Linked DNA regions of Zea mays: region 1 is linked to region 2. A link is a contact called in public Hi-C data. All regions are on one chromosome and are shown on one strand. The core of a region is the stretch at or near the end of the contact, and the rest is flanking DNA. Distances in the headings are between cores, read along the strand shown. Region 1 holds the start of LOC103633051. Region 2 holds the start of LOC100383402 (Flap endonuclease GEN-like 1).

Region 1 (5,196 bases), core at 103-2,602, 360 kb after region 2:
TTTTCAGTTACACAAGAAAAAGAGGCGACTAATCTCTGGCGCTGGGAGAGGACAAAGGGGAGGCAACGACGATGACTCGCCTGCAAAGAGAACCAAACACCCAATCCACTGCCATGTCTGTCTCAAGCGAGGCCTGCGCGATGATGCTGGTGGGCGATGACGCGGGGAGGCATCGCGGGGAAGGCGGAAGAGGAAGCCGAGGACGGACGCAACGAATGAGGACAGAGAGGCAGCGCGATACATCGAGCATAGGCACCCGATGTGGCCGAGCGACGAGCCGGTGTTGGAGTCGAAGGCAGAGGGCGAGGCGCCCGGGTCGGCGGTGTTGGCGAATCGAGGTGTGGTGGGGCCGATGGCCTCGATCTCGCGCCAGCACTGAGCGACGAGGTCGGGGGCCACACTAGCGGGACCTCGGTGGGCGCTGTGGAGGCGACACGACAGGGAGAGCTGGAGGGATTGCAGGGAGAGCTGGTGCAGGAGAGACGGCGCGCGGGGGTGGGGGAGCCCTGGCGAGATGGCGCGCGGGGGTGGGGTTGTGGAGGTCATGGCGTGCGGGGGTGGGGTGGGGGAGCCCTGGCAATGGCGGCGTGCGGGGTGGGGCGGTGGAGACGGTGCTGCTCCTCGCGCTCTGGTTGTCGTCGCCGTCGTTGTTGATCTCGATCCACACGCCCTTCCGTCTTTTCTCTGCCTTGGTATGGAACAACGCGCTTGTGGCCTCGGCGAGCAGAGCACCTGGAGCCAAGGAACAGATCCATCAGTGCGTAACTACAGAGGAGGCTGCTCGCAACAGTGTGCTGATCATTAGTCGAGGAACCGGATTGCACTTGCACACCTTAGGTTCGATGAGGTGGAGGGGAGCGACAACGGATGAACGGAGAGCACGCAGAGAGGGTCGACGGGGCGGCCGTGCTGCGCCGATTCGGAGACGCACGACCTGGTCGACGCGGCCGAGTAGGAGGACGAGGAGCCAGAGCAGCAGTAGAACTCATCTCTGCAACACGGAGAAGCACGCCGCAACGGAGGCCCGGTTAAATTGCGGTGATGAAGTGCAATTCGATAGGGTGATGAGCAGATGACGCGAGAGGCAGGCGAGGAAATTACCCGTGAGCGGGAGGAGGCGAAGGCGGGGCCGGCGGGGGCGTGGAGTCAGCGAGGAAAAGGAGGGTGTGGGCCCCGGAGACGTTGGCGAAGGTGGGATACTCTCTGCTCCCATGCCGCCCGCCGCGCGCAGGCGGAGGCAGTTGACGACTTGCAGGCACAGGCGGAGGCAGGCGAGGAAATTACCCATTGCGCGGGGGTGGGGCTGAGACGACACGGCGCGCGGAGGTGGAGGAGGCCGTCGACTGTGGGCCTTGTCTGGGCCACAAACAGATGGGCCTCCTAGGAAGCGTGTAAGTCGTATTGGCAAGCTAAAAATAGTACCACATTGTTCACTAAACTGTGCACACACCTGTTTATAAGGTCTAGTGCGCACACAACATGTGTAGTCTTGGTTGGCCGCGAGCTTTGACCCACGCAGCTAGCTTTTTTGGTAAAAATTTAGGCGGTGCGCGGGACACAGTTGGGAATGGGAATGAAAACACAGGTGACACAGTTGGGAATGGGAATGAAAACACAGGTCTGTCAAGGAGCGCATGGGAATGGGAATGGCAGCCTACCCCTTACCGTCTTAATAGTAGTATATATATATATATCCCCACACGTTGATCAAGTTAGCGCACTAAGATCGCAAACATATTACTTCTGTTAATGTAAAATGATTTGATTGAGAGCGAAAAGTAGAGAATGGATCTCTGTGTCTATTACACAATTGATGATCTAACGTATATATACAGATGACAGTGCGTCCGTTCACCCGTTCGGTTATTAGTTTATTAGAGGTTTCATCTAATCGGTGTGCATCCAAATCTTTGGGAGATTATTAATATAGATGTGTGCAAGCCCACACTAGGTGAAGAGATGACACTGGAGATGATGCAAGATGTGCATCACAATGCTCAAGCCATGAGCTGCATTATCAAAGGGAGTTTGAGTGCGGAAGAGTACCGCAAGGTTCAAGAAGAGAGGATGCTATTTGGAGTATCCTCAAGATGTCTTATGAAGGTGACCCTAAAGCGAAGAGGCATAGGATCGAGGCGTTGGAAAGTGAGATTGCAAGGTATGATTGGATCAAGGGTGAGTCACTTCAATCACTCTTTGATCAGTTAATGGTTTTGATCAACAAGATAATAGTGCTTGGGAGTCATGATTGGAGTGACTCAAAGGTCACTAGGCTCTTCATTAGGGCATACGAAGAAAAAAAATAAGAGTACAGCAAGAATGATAAGAGACCATGATGATTATGAGGAGATGACTCCACATCAATTGTTTGCTAAGATTCAACAACATAAGTTAGAGGAAGCGCCAACCAAGGCAAGGGACACAACTCTGTGGAATGGGCTTTGATTGTTTGTTTACAAATGTGTGTGTGAAAATCCTTAGAAGGGATGATTCCTCTGTTGCTTTCACAGGTCGGTTGGCAGGAAAGCTTTATCTCATAGATTTTAGAACAAGTAAAGTGTCACTCGATACCTGTTTAGTGGCAAAATCTAACAAGGATAGGCTTTGGCATCGTCAGCTAGCCCATGTTGGCATGAGGAACTTGGACAAACTTCAAAAGAAAGGTCACATTGTTGGACTAACAAATGTTGTGTATGAGAAAAACACGGTTTGTGGGTCGTGTCAAGCAGGGAAACAACATGGCGTTCCACATCACCCAAAAAATGTGGTCACCACCAAGAGGCCATTGGAGCTGCTACACATGGACCTCTTTGTTGGTTACTTGTTTTCAATTGCTATGAATAAAAAATAAGGCAACACAAATATTAAACGTTAAGGATCTTCGTCCTTCGAAACATTACCCTCCCTCGAAGATAATGATTCTTGGACAAAGGTGAAGAAGAATGGCTTCATCTTTAAATCAACCCTTTTGAAGGGTTTTTATTTAAATGAGACAATATAATAAAATAATAAATCTCTTTTCCTTTCATTTTGCTCCAATGTTCAAACAAGAGTTTGATTTGAATTACACATTGACAAAAGTTTACATTGGTACCTTCGCTTCCGCACAAAAGAGAGAAATGCAAGGACACCCTTCAATCAATGCGTGAACAGTACGGGAACACTATTCATCTATTTATAGGCATATGACGCAGCCTAGACAAAAGTACAATTGTGACCTTGATATCTATACATTTGTTCTAATACAAGTAACGAGGGTAAATATGTCTTTCTACCCTTGACTCAACATGTTACAAACCCTCCGGGGCTAGCTTAAGCTGAAGCTATGATGACATCATTTGTCGAAGCTCTGCTTCGCTATCCTCCCTTCGGCGCTTGATCCTGCAACATGTCTGTTAGAAGAATCAAATCTCCTTGAGGACCTTCAACAGAAATGGAGACCCCAACACTCTTCGGGCGGTGGCATATATTAGCATCGGCGATAACAAATATGGTTTAGTCATTGTCAATGATTTTTCACGCTTCACTTGGGGTTTCTTCTTGTCTGACAAAGGTGAAACCCAAGAGGTCTTAAAGAAGTTCATGAGACGAGCTCAAAACGAGTTTGAGTTGAAGATTAAGAAGGTGAGAAGTGATAATGGGATGAAGTTCAAAAACACCGGTGTTGAAGAGTTCTTAAATGAAGAAGGCATCAAGTATGAATTTTTGGTTCCATACACTCTACAATGAAATGGTGTTGTGGAGAGAAAGAACTGAACCCTCACTGAAGTTGCAAGGACAATGCTAGATGAGAACAAGACGCTAGACATCTATTGGACCGAAACCGTCAACACCGTGTGCCATGAAATCAATCGTCTTTATCTCCACAAGATATATAAGAAGGCCACATATGAGCTTCTCAATGGTAACAAACCAAAAGTTGATTCCCTTAGAGTTTTTTGTTGTAGATGTTTCATTCTTAACAAGAAAGCTAAGAGCTCAAAGTTTGCTCCTAAAGTGGACGAGGGCTTCTTAATTGGTTATGCATCAAATGCTCACGGATATCATGTTTTCAACAACTCCATCAGTCTTGTTGAAATAGCAGTAGATGTGACATTTGATGAATCTAATGGCTCATAAGAGCAAGTTGCTAATGATGTGGCAGGAAATGAGGAACCAACTTGTAAGGCCATCAAGAAGCTAGCAGTTGGTGAAATGAGGCCATAAGAAAAAGATGATGATGAGATAAATATTTGGATGAGAAATGAAGTTGTAGATGGGAGTACAAGGGTGGTGGGTGATCAATCCTCAATCCAAGTAAACCCATCAACTTCAAGTCATCCAAATCAAAAGGAACCCATCCAAACACAAGGGATGCCATGTGTGGGTGATTATGAAGAAGTGGTGGATGGTGGAGCCTCACAAGAACAAGAGATGATGGGCCAATTCAACATCAACCTTTAATGTCATATCCTCTTGTGGTGATCAACCACAAGGGACTTTGGTTCTTACTTCCCCAGCAGACCACAATTTCCTTTTTGTGGTGATCGCTTTCCTTCTGGCCGGGGATGGGTGGTGTTTTTCCTAACAATTTTTATGGGCAGATGCCACAACACTAGAATTATTCTCAGTATCCTAACCTAAGTACTGTACCATTTCCTCACCCCGTGCCTTTCTATTGATACGGGATGGAGGCCTCGAGAACATATGGTTCATGGATTCTGGCTATTCACGCCACATGATCGGAAGCAAAAAAATGGTTCTCCAGTCTCGACCCCGTGATTGGTAAGGAATACATTACATTTGGGGATAAGTCGAGAGGTAAGGTAATCTCTTGTGGCTCTGTTCGAGTGAACGAGAGTTTTGTTCTCAAGGATGTTGCTTTGGTTTCAAATTTGCATTTCAATCTATTTTCTATTTTCTAACTCCTTGAGGATGACTATTAAGTGCACTTTAAAAAGGGCATGTCTCGGGTTTTGGATGCCCACGGGGATCTTGTTTCTCATATTTCCCCTTTTGGCCGAGTTTTCTGTGCTGATTTTGGTTCAACTGCCCCTGGTAGCGGTTGAACCGGACTACACCAGTTGAACTGGTAATTTGACGTTATTTTGAAGTTTTTGGTGAAAATTTTAGGTGTAACCTATTCACTCCCCTCTAGGCTACTATAGAACTTGTTCAACATTATTGGTCCATTGAAAGCGATTGTTGCCCCAAAGC
Region 2 (5,010 bases), core at 1,721-4,220:
TGGCGGTCCGGTTCCAACAGTTATAAGTTGTAGAAAGTAAAATGTTCAAGAAATGAGACTTAGACTAGTTGGATTGACAACACATATGTTTGTCTAAGTACTAGAAATTTCCTCAAAGAAAGCCAAAATGATTTGAAGAAAGTTTGAAGAAAAGAGGAAAAATCAGTTTGCTGAAAAGGGGGCACCGGAATGTCCGGTGTGCACCAGACTGTTCGGTGGGTGTGCCCAGAGTTTATGCAGAGAAGCCAGCCAGCACAAGCAAGAGAACACCAGATTGTCTGGTGTTCATCGAATTGTTCGGTGGCATTTATAGCGGTGACCAACGAACTCAGCAATTTCGAGTTTTCGACGTGCGAGAACATCGGACTGTCCGATGTGCACCGATCAGACTGACGACATCAACAACGGTAACCTGCTAACACAGGACTGTCGCCTGACGGGCTAGAACGATAACCTAACAGCACACCGGACATACACTATAGAGTGTCGTTGTGCACAGGACAAACACGATTCACTGTCCAGCGCACCACCCGACAGACAACTTTTGACCATTTACTCCAATGGTTATTTGAGTGGTCGGGGGCTATAAATACCCCCAACTAGCACATTGATGAAAAAAGAGCCACACCAAAGTGATATACATCAAGTGAAATAACTCCCAACCTTCCAAAGCCATACAAACACAGATTTGATCGTTTCGAGTGATTAGAAGTTTAGTGCTTGTGCTCTCAAGTGTTGTATTCTCTTATGCTCTTGATTTGTATTTTCACTCTCGCTCTCACCCCCATTCTCCTTGTTGTAAAGCGGGGAAGAGACTTTGAATACTTCGTGTGGAGATCCTTGCGGGATTTAGTGTCCATGTGATAGTGAAGCAAACTCAACCGGTCTCCGTGACCGTTTAACAGAGGGAAAGGTTGAAAAAGACCTGACCTCCGTGGACTTCTCAACAGGGACGTACATCCTTCGGGATGGAACCTTGGAAAACAAATCATCATGTCTTTGTGTTGATCACAATCTTTGTGGTTTGCTTCTTCCCTCTCCCTTGTCTAGTTTCGTTGCTTGAAATCGTTTCGAGCTGGCTCCCAAAGTAATCTGCATTAGATTGAGCAACTCTTTGCAAGAACTCTCTTCCGCACTCTGATTTCATTATCACTCACTCTAACGTTAACCTCCGGTGAAGATTGTGTTCAAAGTTTATACTTTACAGGTTTCACCTATTCACCCCTTCTAGGCGACTTTCACCCTCCTCAAGAAATCCTTCAACCTGGGAGTTCTTGAACTCCGTCGCATTATCGCTCCTATTTTTTTGATTTTCAACCCGAACTCATTTTGAGCCCGTAAGGAACCACCCGAACTCAACACAATAGAAAGCCACACGCAACACAACGCTCTCACATAGTATCACCTCTTTAGCTGAAGGGGACGAGCGATAGAGCTAGTTATAAGAAAAGAGGACACACTTCTTTTCAACTCATACATTTCTCGGTCTTTGGACTAAGATAAAGTGTACTATTTGTTTTTAGAAAAGTTTAATATCTAATATGTAGACCATATGCTCATTTTTATATTAAATTTATTTTTATGAGTATCAAATATGATTGTATGATATGGCACTCTACGGACATTGTAGTAGCTTAATATAATACAAGATCCTTATAAAAAGAACTAATGAACAAATGAATAAAGGAATAGTGTTCGGTTTGGGTGATCCATTCAACGATTATTTTCTCCAAAGATTATCCAATTTTGGCACGAACTAATGACGTGTTTGGTTTGTAGAGTCAACTTATGTTTCGTAAGGTGATGTATCATAAGTTCATCCCATAATTTTTTATGGAATCAAATCATTCCTCATATATATACTAATTATTAGCTTATCATAAATGGGGTGGTGATGGATCAACTCATTCTATTCCGCAAACTAAATAAAAAATAGGAGTGAAAAGAAGATGGGCCAGAGTTGAATCCATACCATTTTGAGCAAATTTGGCACACATGACAGTCCGATGAACCAGCTCCTATCCTGCTGCAAATTTTTCAGCAATTCCACCTTTCTATCGTGGGCATAACTTTTAGCTCCGAAGTCCGATTTGATAATCTTAGACTTTTTGGAAAGCTTATAAAATTCTCTACATCTCAGAGTTAAAGCCATGTCAGTTTGAGTAGATTTTATATTGTGAAACACTTACAATTCAGTCAGCCCTTCCTCTCAACTTTGTCAACTTCACTTTGTTTTTGTGGCTTTGCATTCCACTTCTACTTATTGATGTGTTGGACTTTTAGCATGTATAAAGTGTCTTTAATATGACTTTGTACTGTCTTCTATGGATCTTATGATGTCTTCTTTGAGGTGTTGCATCCTCAGAGCCTCAGTCAAATCCACTTTGCATCCTGTCAACTACAACACACAAACACTTGAGAAACATTAGTCCACAAGATTATGTTGATCATCAAACACCAAAATCACCTAGCCAAATGGGCCGGAGTCCATTTTCCTTACAATGTGGAGTCACCTTATGCTTCGTATCATGAGTTCATCCCATAAATTTTTTGGTGGAATCAACTCATTACTCATATATATTCTAATTATTAGCTTATCATAAATGGGGTGGTGATCGATCAACTCATTATATTCCGCAAACCAAATAAAAAATAAGGAGTGAAAAGAAGATAAACCACCTCAACCCTTCCACAAAACACCCATATTTTAGCACACCATCGCAGCTGCCATTACCTTAGAAAAACAATTGCGCAGTTTTGCTATCCTCAAACCCCAATTGCAGAAGTCAAGAGCTGTTCTCTTCATCCTCCTCCAAAAGAGAAAAGAGAAAGTGAAAAAAAGGGGAAGAAAACGGCCAGAGCGCAGAGGCCCAGCTGGATCGGCACGAGCGGCCCGCGCGCTAACCCCACACACGGCAACGGGGCAGCCCAGCACCAGAGTCCAGACAGAAGTCGCCCCGAGGCCCGCAAGTTGCCAAGGCCACTCCCAGGCGCGGCGGCCGGCGCAAGTCTGAACTTCCCCGCCCTTGAATTCGACCTCCGCCACGACCGACGGCCCGAACGGCCGAACCCGACCGACGCCGGCGGGAGAGGCAGAAACGGAGAGAAAGAGATGGGAGTGGGGGGCAGCTTCTGGGACCTGCTGAAGCCCTACGCGCGGCACGAGGGCGCGGGGTACCTACGCGGGCGCCGCGTCGCCGTCGACCTCTCATTCTGGGTCGTCTCCCACAGCACCGCCATCCTGGCGCGCTTGCCGCGGGCGCGGCGCCCGCACCTCCGGACCACCTTCTTTCGCACCCTCTCCCTCTTCGCCAAGGTCCGGAGTCATGTCCCCCTGCTTTCCCACCTCTCCCCTCCCTCCGCCTCCTTCGCTCGGTTCTCGACTTCTCGTCCTCCCCACTTAAACCGTCTCTGACTTCCGCCCGTTTCTTGATCTCACCGAGTGTGTAGTGTCCTGACCTGCGCTTGGGCGATTCTGCATTCTGCAGTTGCTGCCTTTTGCTTTCCAAGATTTAATCTTGCTGGGGCTAATTACTGCATTGTTCGATTTTTTTTTGTTCCCGGATTCACCCGTTTCCGTTGGATTGTGTCTGCGATTCCTGCAGATGGGCGTGTTCCCTGTGTTCGTGGTGGACGGCGAGCCGTCACCGCTCAAGTCGCAGGCGAGGGCGGCGCGCTTCTTCCGAGGCTCCGGGATGGACCTGGCCGCGTTCCCGAGCACAGAGGCGGAGTCCAGTGTGACCGCTGCACCGGTCAAAAGGAGGAATGCTGCATTCACGCGATGCGTTGAGGAGTGCGTGGTAAGTTCCCGTGTCTTGGCAATGCTGGGATCCTTCGTACAACTTAGGGTTTAATTAGGATCTGCGTTGTTTAACTGTTCATCACGAGATTGAATGGTTCACAACCACTGTATTCCTCATCCAACACCACAATATCTTTTCGAGTAAAGTGCACTTCCGTCCTTAAGCTTGTGGTGCTGTGTGCACGTTTCATAAACTTTTAAAGTATGTCTGTTCGGGTTTATGTTAGGTCCGAAATGGATCAAAATAGATCCGATAACGTCTTTTCCTTCTTCTTGCTCGGTTTCTCATCTGATCCGTACATCAAAACTACAGCAATGAGGTGTGTGGCCGCACGCTTGCTTGTGGCAACTGGCAACCATGCTTGCAAGGACATGTGCCACCCAGGGCCTTGTGGGGAGTGTGAGCTCATGCCGAGGAAGATCAGTACATGTCATTGCAGCAAGACCAGGCTGCAGGAGAGGAGAGGAGGGCGAGCTGCTTGGACGCAATTCATGCAAGAAGCCTGATCTGCCCTCTGGAGACTGGACTGGTGTTGCTAGCGCGGCGCGGTTCCGAGCTCAGTGATGCCTCGGCTGGCCGCCGGTGTGGCCAGGAAGGTCGGCCATAATGACCACCACGTGCTCTTGGGACCCTGCGTCCCTGCCGATGGCCTGACTACGCCGAACGCCAAGACCTTCTCCACGACAGCGACGCCACCTGCAGCTTCTCTGGACGAGCTGGCCTGCTGGTCGCGGCCAGTAGGAGCAGGCCAGGATGAGGAGCACCAAGCTTATGAGCCCCAGCATCACCGCCGCCCCCCACCGAATAGGTACAGCACTGGCGACTACCACGGGGACTGCGCCGCCGTCCCGTTCGCCCTGGAGCCGCCATGGGCACGTGTTTGGAATGCAAGCAAGTGACATGTGGGGAGAAGGAAGAAAAAGACCTGCTATCGGATCTGTTTTAATCTGTTTTGGATGTAAGAGAGACCCAAACATAGATTATGGATTTAATAGACATATTTTAAAAGTTTATGGACCGGAATGACACAATTCCACAGGTTTAAGGACCGGAAGTGCACTTTACTCTATCTTTTCACTAGCCTCTTGCTACTTAAGCATGTGTTTGGTTGGACATACAAGGAGAGATGGAAGGGGGCGGCCACATTTTCTATAGTGTTTGGATGAGAGTCACGCGGGGGCGGGGTGAACACCGGAGCATTTTTTGG

The links. A called contact is a pair of places that touch in the nucleus more often than the background predicts.
Region 1: a contact with region 2 is called in a Hi-C map of bundle sheath, with 2.6 times the contacts expected there. The contact joins the promoter of LOC103633051 here to the promoter of LOC100383402 in region 2. A contact is called at or near these places in 3 of 25 Hi-C or Micro-C datasets (bundle sheath, ear and tassel).

Annotation. Positions count from the first base shown.
Region 1 is chr7:147,602,547-147,607,742 of Zm-B73-REFERENCE-NAM-5.0, forward strand. LOC103633051 reads right to left here and starts at 1,353. Exons shown (of 14, transcript XR_004851545.1): 1 at 1,102-1,353; 2 at 833-991; 3 at 1-732.
Region 2 is chr7:147,240,044-147,245,053 of Zm-B73-REFERENCE-NAM-5.0, forward strand. LOC100383402 (Flap endonuclease GEN-like 1) reads left to right here and starts at 2,971. Exons shown (of 8, transcript NM_001176057.1): 1 at 2,971-3,316; 2 at 3,606-3,800. The coding sequence starts at 3,113.